Linked DNA regions of Mus musculus: region 2 is linked to region 1. A link is a contact called in public Hi-C data. All regions are on one chromosome and are shown on one strand. Each heading gives the region's core, a stretch centred on a gene start, on an enhancer-like site or on the middle of the called end of the contact. The rest is flanking DNA. Distances are from core to core; before and after follow the strand shown.

Region 1 (2,700 bases), core at 15-2,514:
CAGGTGGATTTCTGAGTTCGAGGCCAGCCTGGACTACAGAGTGAATTCCAGGACAGCCAGGGCTACACAGAGAAACCCTGTCTCGAAAAACCAAAAAAAAAAAAAAAAAAAAAAAATCTGGCTCCCAACCCATTGTACTTAATTTCTGCACGAGAAGCTTCATGTCTGGTTTTGGTTATGAGAAGCTTGAAGAGATAATGTAGAGTGAGGCACAGAGGTGTTAGACTACATAAGATAAGAAAGCAGAAAGAATCACAAAGGAACTCACACAATATGTACTCACTGATAAGTGGATATTAGCCCAAAACCTAGGATACCCAAGATATAAGATACAATTTCCTAAACACATGAAACTCAAGAAAAATGAAGACTGAAGTGTGGACACTATGCCCCTCCTTAGAAGTGGGAACAAAACACCCATGGAAGGAGGGAGTTACAGAGACAAAGTTTGGAGCTGAGATGAAAGGATGGACCATGTAGAGACTGCCATATCCAGGGATCCACCTCATAATCAGCATCCAAACGCTGACACCATTGCATACACTAGCAAGATTTTATTGAAAGGACCCAGATGTAGCTGTCTCTTGTGAGACTATGCCGGGGCCTAGCAAACACAGAAGTAGATGCTCACAGTCAACTACTGGATGGATCACAGGGCTCCCAATGGAGGAGCTAGAGAAAGTAGCCAAGGAGCTAAAGGGATCTGCAACCCTATAGATGGAACAACATTATGAACTAACCAGTACCCCGGAGCTCTTGACTCTAGCTGCATATGTATCAAAAGATGGCCTAGTCGGCCATCACTGGAAAGAGTTTCTCATTGGACATGCAAACTTTATATGCCCCAGTACAGGGGAATGCCAGGGCCAAAAAGGGGGAGTGGGTGGGTAGGGGAGTGGGGGTGGGTGGGTATGGGGGACTTTTGGTATAGCATTGGAAATGTAAATGAGCTAAATACCTAATAAAAAATGGAAAAAAAAAGAAAGCAGAAAGAAGGCCTGTCTAAAGAAGGAAGGGGAGCAAGGAGCAGGGAGGAGGCCAGCAGGGAGAGGACAGGGAGGAGGATGAGTGTGTGTGCGTGAAGGTACCACACTACCACAGTGAGACCCATGATGTCGTGTGCTGACCTAACATTTTAATCACAAACTAAACAAGAAGATTAAAAAAAAAAAAAAAAAAAAGAGGAAACCCAGCTCAAGTTGAAATTGAAAGTGAAGGTGTGTGTGTATGTCTGTGTCTGTGTGTGCAAACCACACCCACTTCTGTCTGCATTTAGCACCACCCATCTCTCTCTAGGCCTGCAGTGCAGGAGATGCAGACAGTTTCGTTAAGTTGTACCTTACAACCAAGCCTCAAAGCCCATCTCTGTTTGGGAAATGTTTTCCTTGGGATGCCATGCTATCTGTTCACCTCTCCACACCCTTGCTATTAGAGCCTGGAGCTGGGCTGAGGGCTAGGTCCACCTGTTCTGCACACTGGGCATTGAGCGTGTATTTGAACACTCGGGAGTGGTGTACCAGGCACCTCCTGGAGACATTAGTGCCCATATCTCCAGCAGCAGGGGCTAGTATTCACGGTCCCTGACTGTGCTGCGATGGTTCATGTTAGGAGCTGCTTTCGAATAGCTTTGCTCAATAAATCCTATTGTTTGATTCTGGGAATTGGTTATGACTGCAACATTGATAAATAGACTTCTTAAGTCTTTTGAGTGTTTATGTGAAATTCCCAGCATTTAAAAAATAATTTCTGTATCTTCTTTAACAACTCAAGGTCAGTTTCTTTTCTAGGCATCTAGAAAATCCTGTTTAAAAAGTAGGTTAAGCGGAACAGACTCACAGAAAAAATATGGGGAACTAGAGTTTGCTGTGTTTTGTTAGAAACTAAAGGGAAGTGAAAACCAAGCTGTTGTTTTTGTCCACGAGGACATTCTCATACAAGTCTGTACTGCTTGCTGAGCATCTTCCCCTGCTCCTGCCCTTTTCTTCTCTCTCCTCCCCACATTAGCCACTTTGTTCCCCTGTACAGTTTCACTTCAATTTTCATGTCATATGTATACACATATATATGTGTGTGTATCCTCACTTACTAATGTATATATACTATATATGTTAGTATATTAGCATGTACTATTATACTATATACTAATATGGTATGTTAATATATACCTATACTAATATTACTGTATACTACTATATATGTGTATATATACTCACTAATTTATATATATATATATATACATATATCTATACTAACATATATAGTGTATATGTATATACACTATATATGTTAGTATACTAGCATAGACTATTATACTGTATACTATATACTAATATGGTATATTAGTATATACTATATACTAATTTACTAAATACTACTATATAGTATACATACACACACACACAAACACACACACACACATACATACATCAAGACCACAAATAAAAGAAAACTTAATATTTATCATTCCAAGACTGGCTTAATTTACTTTATATTAGTAGTTTCAGTTGTACATGCTTTCCTGCAAATAACATAGCTTTTATCTTCTTTATGGCTAGGGAAATCCCATGGTATAACTCTACCTTGTTTTCCTTTTCTATTCTGTTGTTGAACTCCTAGATTGATTCTATAACTTAGCAGCTGAGACTAAGACTGCGATGAGCATTGGTGTGTAAATATCTCTCTGGTATATTGACCTGGATC
Region 2 (2,700 bases), core at 177-2,676, 170 kb after region 1:
AACAGGCCCAAAAAAAGGAAACTTGGAAAGGTGGTGGGAGATACAGGTGGTTGGGGTCAGATGGCCAGCGGGGCTCTGTGTGGAAGGTAACTTCAGGGAAGTTAGCATACACTAACTTCCAGAAGCTCTCTCCAGCCGAGTTAAATTCAGGACACCCACCTTTGCACATACACCCAAGTTTAGAGCTGTAGCTTGCCAAGTGAGAAGACACAAGTGTTTCTGAGCAGCAAGGCACAGGATCAAATTTTAAAAGATTAGAGGCAACATCCTAGCGCTGCCACAGAGATGTGCGGTATGTTTTCATTGACGTCATGTGTACAGTGCCTGAGCGAGGCCCTTCACAAGCTAGTACACCGTCTGAGGATGAAAATCAGCGGTGTGGATTGTTCTCGCACTATAACGGCAGGCTTTCCTTTGTGTTAAACCCACAAAATGCTAAGTCAACATTAACTGAACAAAACGATCGGTTCATCTGCGTAAAAGCATTTTTGTTGAAAAAATAAAAAGCATGGTTTCCAAGAATCCCCCCCCCCAAAAAAAAAAAAAAAACCAAACAAGCAAACCAACAAACAACAAAAAAGCAGGGAATGTTATACCTTTCCTCTTTTCGCTCAGGCACGTGTGACTTTAATAGTGTAAATGATTTAACAGATGGTGCACAATTTTGCTTGTATTTGCAATCACTGATGCCTGTTGTTCACTTGCTCAAAAAGCCAGCGTTTAGAACACAGTGGAGCATGCAGGAGATGCTCAAAGATCTTTTGTCTAATATAAAAGAGCATGAAAACCCAACTCTCCTTTCATGGTGAAAGACTGGTGGGGATAGTTCATATATGGCTATTTTAGATAGACTGAAGTGAACGCCTGACTCTTCAGCAGCTGGCCATCCTCCCTCATAGAGACTGGGATTTCTCACTTTCCCTCCTTATTCTCTCCTATCCCACCATTTTGTTTCTGTGCTACTTAATACTACCCTTAGCCGCATCTTTTCAAACAGACCCAAAGCATCTGTTGTTGCTTTTTTGGGGGGGGGGTGAGCATCATGTTCCCCAGACCTTTTTTCACGAGGTTTCATTAGCAGGTGGCAATACCCTGAAGTCTAAAAGTGCTCTTGTAAGAGGGCTAGCCATTGGCCCTGGGTACGTTTTTCCCCTGCCACAGACACCTGCTACTTCTTTAGATCCCGCCCCTGGCTGTAGTCCTAGAAGTGGGGTTCTCTCGCCCAAAGCGGAAGAAGTGCGAGCGGCGGGAAGTTCAGGCCAGGTCCAATCAGGCACCTGAGGTTAGGTGGTGTGGGTGCAGACGGATGCCCAGGGAGGGTCCCCGCCGCAGGTCCCGCCCCCACGACACATCCATCACCAGAAGCTCCGCCCCTCGCGCCCCGCCCCGTCCCGGGGCCTCGGCTAAAACCCGGAGCCGCTAGAGCAGAGCACGGTGCAGAGCTGCGCGGCTGCTTCTTCCTCGGCCGGAGGCTGGGCCCTGGTGCTGATGCTGGTAGGCTGCGCGAGCTGGGCCCGCGTAGCCTCCTCGCCGCGGCGCTCGGGGCTCCCGCGATGATGGCGGAGCAGGTGAAATGCGCCTCGCCGGTGGCGGCCTCCGGCGCCGGCCCGGGGCCGGTGGTGAACGCCGAGCTGGAGGTGAAGAAGCTGCAGGAGCTGGTGCGCAAGCTGGAGAAGCAGAACGAGCAGCTGCGCAGCCGGGCGGCCAGTGCGGCCGCCGCCCCGCACCTGCTGCTGCTGCAGCCGCCGCCGCCCTCCGCCCCGCCGCCAGCCGGGGCCTGCAGCCCGCTCGCCACGCACAGGGCCCCGGCCAGCACGACCTCCCCGGGCCCGGGGGCGCTGGGCCCCGCGTTCCCGGGCACCTACTGCTTGCCCAGCCCCGCGCCCTCCCTGCTCTGCAGCCTGCAGCCGGCTGACGCGCCCTTCGTCTACTCCAAGCCGGCGGCGGGCTTCTTCGGCGGAGGTGGCAGCCCGGAACCGGGGACCGCAGGGACCCCGCCGGGGGAAGCCGCCACGCCGCCGTTGCCGCCTCCAACGCTGCTGGACGAGGTGGAGCCGCTGGACCTGGAGAGCTTGGCCGCCTGGAGCGAGGAGGACGACTACACCTGGTATAGCCGAGCTCCGCCGCCCCCTCCCCCCGGAGTTGGGAGGCCCAGCACGCGGGGGCGGGGCGTGGGAGGCAGGGGACCCAGAGGCCTAGCAGGTGCCAAGCCCTGAGCAGAAGCTTTGCATGGAGGCAGAAACCTGTTTTAGCATTGTGCCTATTGGTCCGACTGGGGACTGCCATCTGCCCCGTGCTTTGCTCTTTGCTGATTACGGGGTCCCAAGCGCCTCGTTAGCCTTAAATGCACAACTCATGTCATCTTGTCGCTCAGCCCTGCTCTCTTCTCTCTCTCTCTCTCTCTGTGTGTGTGTGTGTGTGTGTGTGTGTGTGTGTGTGTGTGGTGAAGGTGCTTGTCTTCTGCTCTCCTCCACTGCTTACCGTTCTTTCCTTACAAACGAACGCTGCACAGGATTGGTGTGCAGCCCCCCTTTGGTCACATCGGAAGCCGCCTAGTGATGAGCCTCTTCTCAGACATCTGCTATTGCAGTTGAGTTGTGTAGTTATATATGCCATCTCTCTGTATTTTCATAGATAACCTTTCAGATACCGATTTGATTATTAAAGGTGTGCCATCCTGGTACGTCAGAGGCAAAGGTT

What was found. A called contact is a pair of places that touch in the nucleus more often than the background predicts.
Region 2: a Hi-C map of Th1 cells shows a contact between it and region 1, with 2.9 times the contacts expected there. The contact joins the promoter of Slain1 here to the enhancer-like site in region 1. A contact is called at or near these places in 1 of 39 promoter capture datasets (pre-B cells), 9 of 484 Hi-C or Micro-C datasets (CD4 T cells, CD8 T cells, Sertoli cells and 6 more), 3 of 115 datasets of contacts at active chromatin or transcription factors (CD8 T cells, effector CD8 T cells and memory CD8 T cells) and 1 of 9 other capture datasets (liver).

What each region holds. Positions count from the first base shown.
Region 1 is chr14:103,476,242-103,478,941 of GRCm38.p6, forward strand. All of the region lies in intron 2 of Gm34907 (a long non-coding RNA gene), which reads left to right. Among named protein-coding and RNA genes, the nearest start is that of Gm34907, 14 kb to the left of the region's middle. Within about 2 kb of position 1,265, at least 94 of the 459 cell types and tissues checked have an H3K27ac peak or open chromatin away from gene starts, as enhancers often do. A contact at or near this core is called in CD8 T cells, Th1 cells, effector CD8 T cells and 5 more, where this site is marked.
Region 2 is chr14:103,648,802-103,651,501 of GRCm38.p6, forward strand. It overlaps Slain1 (SLAIN motif family, member 1), which reads left to right and starts at 1,427. Exons shown (of 7, transcript NM_198014.3): 1 at 1,427-2,107. The coding sequence starts at 1,554.